2 separate regions of the Zea mays genome follow, and region 1 is linked to region 2. A link is a contact called in public Hi-C data. All regions are on one chromosome and are shown on one strand. The core of a region is the stretch at or near the end of the contact, and the rest is flanking DNA. Distances in the headings are between cores, read along the strand shown.

Evidence for each region. A called contact is a pair of places that touch in the nucleus more often than the background predicts.
Region 1: a contact with region 2 is called in a Hi-C map of leaf, with 5 times the contacts expected there. The contact joins the enhancer-like site here to the promoter of LOC100273869 in region 2. A contact is called at or near these places in 3 of 25 Hi-C or Micro-C datasets (bundle sheath and leaf).

The regions. Positions count from the first base shown.
Region 1 is chr3:214,606,295-214,610,275 of Zm-B73-REFERENCE-NAM-5.0, reverse strand. No RefSeq gene overlaps it. Among protein-coding and RNA genes, the nearest start is that of LOC100274602, 12 kb to the left of the region's middle. Within about 2 kb of position 1,450, at least 14 of the 20 cell types and tissues checked have an H3K27ac peak or open chromatin away from gene starts, as enhancers often do. A contact at or near this core is called in leaf, where this site is marked.
Region 2 is chr3:214,474,435-214,478,757 of Zm-B73-REFERENCE-NAM-5.0, reverse strand. It overlaps LOC100273869 (Eukaryotic aspartyl protease family protein), which reads left to right and starts at 1,475. Exons shown (of 2, transcript NM_001360478.1): 1 at 1,475-2,577. The coding sequence starts at 1,946.

The DNA of each region.
Region 1 (3,981 bases), core at 201-2,700, 130 kb before region 2:
AAAGAAAAAGGCTAATGCTATAGCTCAAGGGCGGATTTAGGTGGTTTTATCGGGGTCAGTTAAGCTCAATAAAATTTATGAATCCTTTAATAAAACAATATTAAATTTAAAAAAATATTATACCATATAGAGAAGTTAATTTCAATGCCCCAGTATTTTTTAAGCTAGATTCGTCACTGCTTTAGCTCAATAGTAATGACTGTATACTAGATCAATATGGTAGGTAAGGAGTGACGGTGATTGATAACGCGACCAGCAGTACAGTCGTCAGTCGATAAGGTACAAACATGCCGGCCGGTTTTATGATTGTCTGCATTGTTCCTGCCATTTACATCGGAGCCGGATAATGCTCTCTGTCAGGCTGGCGCGATTTTGTTGGAAGCCGGTGTGCTCTCTGCCAAAACTTCAGCCGTGGAGCGTTGACGCTGGAAAAGGGCTGCGTTTGGTTTGCTGCTACTATTCGGCTTGCATGCATGCTCCATCCAGTGCCGCCAACTCGGCAGTTCATTTTCGTTTCATCTCTGCGGCCGAATCGGAGCGCGCGCGGGGGCTGAATTTTAGCCGGCCGGCCAGTTTGGCAAGGCGTCCGCGGGCTGAATCCAAACGCGCCTGCGTCATTGCCTCGTTCCCTTCTTGGTAATCTCAGCCAGGCGCCAGCCTTGTCACCTTATGCCTGCCATGTAGGTCGTTGTGTCCTCAGCAGCAGCCAAAAGATGGGGGCGGGTGCGCCGGCCGGATGGTGGCGGAGGCGGAGCAACAGTGGTGTTGGTGTAGAGCCGGCAAGGATGGATGTTGCCGGTGGAGCTAGCTCGCTCGCTATTGAGCCATCCGCGCCGTTGTGTGTTTCTTTTCTACATACTGGTTGTTTGCAATCAGAAAACCCTCAGAAACTGTTAGTTCGGGTGATAAGCATCCGTCCCCTCAGGTGACTGAAATTTGTTTTTCTTCAGTCGATGCCGTGATTGCTGCTGGCTGCTGCCATCCATCCATCCATCCATCCATCTGGGATTCTAAGTCTGGTTCGTTTTGCTCTTAATCCATTTGGATTGAGTGAGATTGAGTGGGTTTCAAATCCCAAATAAATCAAAATCTATAATAATTTTTTCCAATCTCATCCAATTCACATAGTACAAGAATAATCGAACTAAGGTCTTTGTGGTCTGTGAATGTCTTCCTCCTGGATTCGCTTTGTTGCCTGTCCTCACCGTTGGGTTTGCTACTCTGCTTCTGCTATCATCGCCTCTACCGCGCTAGCTCTAGCTGTCCCACCCATGGTCAAAGTCTCAAAGATAAAATACTGACCGAAGAAAACTGGAACCACTTGTCGGTCGTCACCAGGTGCCTTTGGATTTTCGAAACGTGTGTCTTGTTTCGTGGAGACTGGAGATGGATAGCGGTGATTATGCAGGTCCAAACGGATGGGACGGGTCCAGCATGGGCCCACCTTCGGCTAGCACGTTTTGGCCCGTTAGGCACGGATATAGCCACGTCGTGCCGGCCGGTCCGCAGCCCGTTAAGACCCATCGTGTTTTGACCAAAGTGGGAAGGAGAATAACAAAAAAAAAATTATACATGTCCAAACGGGTGTCTTTTCGTGGAGACGGGAGGTGGATAGCGGTGACTATACTTATCCAAATGGGTGAGCTGAGCCCGGCACGGGTCCACCTTCGGTCGGCAAGGGCTCGCCGTGCTTTAACTGGAGTGGGAAGAAAAATAAGTAAAAAAACTAAAAACAAGCTTTGAAAGGATTTGAACTCTGGTTGGAGGCTTTAAATTGCCTAGCCACACCATTCTAGCCCACTAAACTAAATTTATTTTATAAGTAAACTATTAAAGTTTCTTTTAATATTTATAAAAAATGCGCTGAAAAATTACAAAAATTAATCACGATCGTGCTGTGTTTGTGACGGGCTAAAAGCGTGGTGTGCCATGTACCGTCCGACAGGCACGGACTATTTAGACATGTAGAGCAATTGCGCACTCTCAGCCTGTCAACAGTTGAGTCCCAGCCCATGCTGAGCATGTCATTTTTTTTCCCGACGACTTCAGTCGCGCATCTTCGTTGTGAAGTGGAGCATTATCGATTAAACTCTGCAAAAGTTAACCCGCCCGGTCGTGCACAAACTGACGTTTTACTGAACTTGTTTGTAACTGAGGTCTTGGTCTCCCGACGCAGGAAGCAGGAGGTTCTATCCATTGCATGATACGATCTGTATCCACCAAGTCGGTCGATGACTATTGACTCGTCGCGCGCGAACCTTGGTATTGTCTCCCTCCCGCCCCGCCTTCTAAAAACGACCGCATCAATTCTAGATAATTAGATTTTTGCCACTCACAATGTTGTCTTCCTGTTATAATTACCACTGTGTCTATAAATTATGGGTCCAGCTGGATATATGAAATGTGGGCCTGATGACAATTTTACAAACCTGTTTCTTGCTCATGGCAAATATCAAAATCTCTCCATCAATTCAACGCTGCTCGCTAAAAACCGGCACACGCGCAGCATTTCTAAGAGCACACCGTCTTGCTGCCTCTGCTTGCCAGCAATGGCGCGGCCTCAGAGGACCGACGCCTCCTCCGCCCATCAATTCCTTCTCCTCTCCCTCCTCCGTCTCCTGCTGCTGCTTCCGTCCGCCAAGGCCGCGTCCTTCTCCACGCTCTGCGGCTCCGCTCCCCCGCGCGACCTCCCCATCGCCAAGCACTCGCGCTCTGACCTTCCATCACCGCCGGCCCACGGCGCCTACCGGTCTCTCCCTTCGATCACCGCCGGCCACTTCTCCGGCGGCCGCGACCTCCGCTTCGCCCGCGACCGTCCCTACACCCGCGCTCTGACCTTCTACCCGCGCGGCGGCTCGGCCAGGGCCACCTCCGACCCCGCCGCTACCCACCTCTCCGCCACGCTCACCCTCGCGGGGACCCGCGACCGCGACCGCGACGGCGCCCGCCCCCACTCCGTGTCTTTCGACCTCGACGGCTACTACTACTCCTCCTCCTCCTCCTCCTCCTCCACCGCCGCCGCTTCCACCGCGGAACTCTGCATGGTCGGCTCCGGCTCCTACGCCGAGGAAGACGGCTTCGGTGTCGTCGTCCTCTCCGACGTCGTGCTCCGCCTCCGCCTGCCGCACCCGTCCAACCTCTCCCGGCCCTTCGTCACGGGCAGCGTCGCGGGCGCCGACTTCCGTCCCATCGCCCTCGTCGCCTACGCCGAGGATGGCTACGCGTACGGAGAGGCCGAGGCCGCCTCCTGCCCGGCGCCGCCCGTCCCAGCGCGTGCCGTAGGACAGGTGCTCGGCGCGGGGCACCGCACGTGCCACCGCTTCAGGGCGCTGCTCCGAAGCTCCTACAACCTGGAGTACAGGTCCAACGAGCACGACGGTGCTAGCAGCAGCAGCAGCAGCTTCCCGCTGCGGCCGCGCCACGGGATTATGTACGTCAACCAGATACGCTGTGCCGCCGGCGGTGCCGTGCGCGCGTACATGGTGTTCTACGCCAACCAATCGGTCGCCTCACCATACACATACAGCAACTACACGGCAGTGGGGAGGCGCACTCTCGTGGTCGGAGACGAGGCGCTCGTCGCCGACGGGCTATGGGACCCGTCGCGAACCCAGCTCTGCTTGCGGGCGTGCCGGGTGGCGAGTTCTGGCTCTGGCAGGGCTCGTGCCGACCTACAAGTCCGCGAGTGCGGGATCGGGGTCAGATTCTGGTTCCCGGCCGTATGGTCGATCCGGGACCGCCGGAGCGTCGTGACGGGGACGATCTGGAACACGAGCGGAGGAGACACCGCAGGCGTGATCTCGGTGTCGAGAACCGGGAGCTACAGGGGCATCCTCTCCGGCATCAGCTACAACTACACACTGGTGGAGGAGGCCAAGAGGCACTACGACTCCATCCCGGCGTTGAGCAAGGAGCGCAGGGGCAGGTTCCCGGGTAACTACTCGTACAGGGACTTCAATTTTCAGTTCTTCCTGGAGAAAC
Region 2 (4,323 bases), core at 226-2,725:
ATTCGTGGGTCGGTGTATAAGAACGTGGGTACCCACGAACTTAATGAAAGTTCGTGGGTCAGGACCCTAATCGTCAGAGCTATGAAAATTGAGAACGTGGGTACCCACGAACTTAACTTAAGCTCGTGGGCCACAACCACGACCGTCAATTGACTCTAACACATGAATTCCTTTGTATGTATAGAGCATTATTAATTGACATTTACTTTTAAAATCTGTCGACGTTCTTAGAGGTTGCGATTTCTTTTTGCGCATATAATCTACTGTCACAAGTTACTTAGCAGCTTGATCTGAAACAATAGTGGTTCGAACCAATCAGTTGCTCGTACTGTCGGCCCTGCCTTCCGTGGAGAGGGCAAAGCTAGGTAAAAGGCAGTGGACGCACATTCACCCATGAAACCCACAGAAATTTGTAAAACTATGGTTTTATCGGATTTTCATCATATATGCATTATATACTCTTTTTCCTCCGGTGTCCTATTAGTTGTCGTTTAGAACAATGTCATGGTCTCTAAAATATAATTTTGACCAATGTCTTTTTTTGACAAAATACAAATAAACTCTTAAGGCTTTGTTTGGATAAAGAGGGATTGAAATGGATTGAAGTGTATTTTAGGGATTGAAAGGGAAATTAGTTCATATTACACTTCAATACACCTTATACCACCTCAATTCACTCCAATTCAAGATTACCCAAACAAACCCTAATGCATTTATACTAATATAAAAAGTACTTTTTAAGATACATCGTTGCATATAAATATTAGATTTCAAAACTAAATAATAAAATAGTTATATGTAGTCAACATTTTGTAAGTTTGATTTGAAGCTTTTCCAAAACGACAACTAATAGGACACCAGAGGGAGTACACCTTAAGCTATCTCCAGCAGCTTACATATTTCATATCCGTATTTAAACTCCACTCTACGAACAGTGCAGAATATTTTTTAGATCAACTTTGGATATACTGCTGCAGACATCCTCAACACATGTGCCGTGCTTATTTGTTGTTGTTCCTTGTCATTACACCGGTTGGTGCGTAGTCAGACGACAGCCAAAACACTATTGTCAGAAATCAGAACGCACGCGCGGTGTGCACGTACAGCTTTGTTGCGTGGTTACCTCACTCACGGTAACAACCAAAGCCCTGTGCGATCTGGACTGGAGCCCTGTGCGGAAAGGCGATGAGCCTTTCAGGCGGCGGTCCCTACGGCCTAGCCTACACACGCGACGCGGCGTATGCGTCCGTGTAAACGGAGAGGGACGAGGGAATCCAACCGAAATCCGGCGCAGCGAGGGACGCTTTGACCCGCGGCGAGAGCACCTGCCGCGACCGGCGGCCAGCAGGGCGCGCACAAGCACAAGGCGCCGCACGAAGCGCAGCGCGTCACCACCCACCCACAGCCCAGCACCATCTCTCTGTCTCTCTCCACCCCGTGTCCATGACCATGAGATGAGAGCACGAGACTGGCCACGAGCCACAGAAGCAGCCACGCCAACAGCGCCAAGCGCGGCAGGTGCTGGCCCGCCCGCCCGCCCGCCCGCGCGCTCCGCAAGGCTGCGCCCTGCCCTTGCGCAGCAGAGCCACCTAAACTAACCTAAAGCCACCCGTGAATACTACTATACTCCCATCCCAGTAAATAAACAAGTAAACCGCCTCCGCGCTCGCAAGATAAATACGCACTCCGAGGCCGCGCACACACGCAGCCCGAAACGCGAGCGCAATCAACACCCACCATTACCCACCGCAGCAGGCAGCAGCGGCGTTCGCAATGGCGGCTCGTCTTGCCTGAGGAGAGCTTCAAGGAGCGCGCGCATTGGCGCCGCCCGCGGCGTGGCCCATCGCCGCCGATCGCCGGCGCCCCCGTCACCGCGTTGTGTTGGCGGAACAGCTTAAGCCAGCTTGCTGCGCCGTCAGGAAGCCGAAACGCGGCGTCCCCGCGGATGGCGGGCCGCCGTCTGGCGACGACGCTGACGCTGCTGGCGGCCGCGTTCCTGGCCGCCGCCGGCGCAGCAGCAGGCAGCAAGCCCTCGGCGAAGTTCGAGCTCATCCACCGGGAGCAGGCGCCCTGGGACGAGGTGGCGCGCATGGACCAGGAGCGCACGGCGTTCATCTCCTCGCACGCTCGTCGCCGCCGCGCCACGGAGGCGGCCGCCGGTGCCAAGCCCAAGGCGAGGGCGAAGGCCACGCCGCCGGCGGACGAGGCCTTCGCGATGCCGCTCTCGTCGGGCGCATACACGGGCACCGGCCAGTACTTCGTGCGCTTCCGCGTGGGCACGCCAGCGCGGCCGTTCCTGCTCGTGGCCGACACCGGCAGCGACCTGACCTGGGTGAAGTGCCGCCGCCGCCGCCACGACGCGCCAGCCCCGGGCTACAGCGCCCCAGCGTCGAACGGCTCCTCGTCCTCCTCCTCCTCGCTCGCGCCGGCGGCATCCTCCCACGCGCGCGTGTTCCGGCCGGACAGGTCCCGGACGTGGGCGCCCATCTCGTGCTCCTCCGACACCTGCACGGCGTCCCTGCCCTTCTCGCTCGCGGCCTGCCCCACCCCCGGCAGCCCCTGCGCCTACGACTACCGGTGAGTCCCCGCCACCACACGCTCCTCCCGTTCCATCCATCCATCCATCCCCTCGTAACATAAACCCGTGCGTGGTGGAGAGCATTAACCCGTGCTTTACTTGTAGTGCGCTATATAAAACCTCTGCGCGCGTTAATGGCGGTCCTCCGTCGACCCATCGATCTGGGGGGGGGGGGGGGGGGGGGGGGGGGGGGGGGGGGGGGGCGGGGGCGGGGCTGTGTGGGGCGTGCGTGGTTAATTCGGTCCTGGCATTGATGAGATGCAAGAGGCAACAGCAGCTGCCCGCAGCAGCAGCCTGCAATTAGTGGCTGCCTTGTTGGTTGGTGGGTGAGTGAGTCGGGAGATCTCGGGGGGGAGAGGTTGTAAAGCCAGGCAGGCCGTGCCGCCGGCAACGGCGAAGCAGCGCGGGGTGGGCATCGAGGGCGCGCGTTCAATGCGCCACAGCTTTGCCGCCCGCCCTATCGCCGCGGCAGGATAGACGGGGCACTGTAGCAGCACTGGGCTCTTGAGATTGGGGGGCGGTTTGTGGGTGGACGACGATTGCGTTGCGCTTGCCATGCGCCGGAGCTATGGCGATCGGCGGATCGTCGCTTTCGTTTCTCGATCGGGGACCAAGCAGATCCATTCATCAACGTCTTGCCGCCCCGCCCCGGCCCTTTCCCAGTCACGGAGACACTGAGTGAGCGGCCATCATGCATTCAGCGCCCCTGCTCACCCAAAAGCGGAGCGTCCCGGACAAACAACAATGACACTGACGCTTGCCCCTCGATGCGATGCCGACCGATCTCCTTTACCCATCGGCCTCAGTGGCGTCGGCGTCCCGATAAGCATCACGTTGCGTGCACGCGCGCGCGCGCATGTGCGCTGGATCCTTAGCTCGACAGAAGGACGCCCATGGCGATGGCGAGCAGGCGGGCACGAGGGCATCCATCCATCGATCGGTGCCAATGGTGTGTCAGTCCGCCCTCCTCTGTTCCTCCGTGCCTTGCGTCGACGCGCGGGGTGGGGTTGTGTAGTGCTGCTGAATGCTGGGCAGTGAACAGTGGTGGCATTCGTATCTAGGCAGGCAGCAGACTTGGCGGGCGGGCGCTCGCTGTTGCCTGCCGCGTCCTGCCAACAGCGGCGCCGCGGAAAGCGAGCCGGCACCCGAACATGGCGGGTGGCCGCGAGCCGCTGCGGCAGCCACGCTGCGCCCCCGTGCTCCTCCATGTGCGAGCGCGACGCCGGATCGGGGGTGTAGTGTGTAGTGTAGCGTACTCCATCCGCTGCGCTCCACTCATGGGTGACCGTGTCAGCTTGTCAGGGCATTGAACATATTCCTTGGCAAAAGCGACGGTGTGAAATATCTAGGCTAGGCCCTTGTTTATCCTGAAATTTGCTTTTCACTGACACCGCCAAGAGCCACGAGAAGAAGGGATGCATGGCGCGGTGGCGCCCAAGCAAGCAAGCAGGCAGGGGCTGTGGGCTGTGGCAACGGTACAGAACGCTTCGGGATTCCACGGATTCGCTCGGCTGGACTGGCCCTGGAGCTCAGCAACATGTGTCGCTCTCGCTGCATGGCCAAAAAGGACATGCGGTCCGGTCCCATCATGTCCCTTTGCCTGGCAACTTGATCATGAAAGCCCCGGTCTCATGTCTCGAAAAATTCTTTCCCTTCCGTTTTGCTGATAATATTGTGTTTAGGAGTAATGCCTTAACTTCATGATAATCCTCTCTTTGTGAAAGACACAATCCATTCTCGTGGGC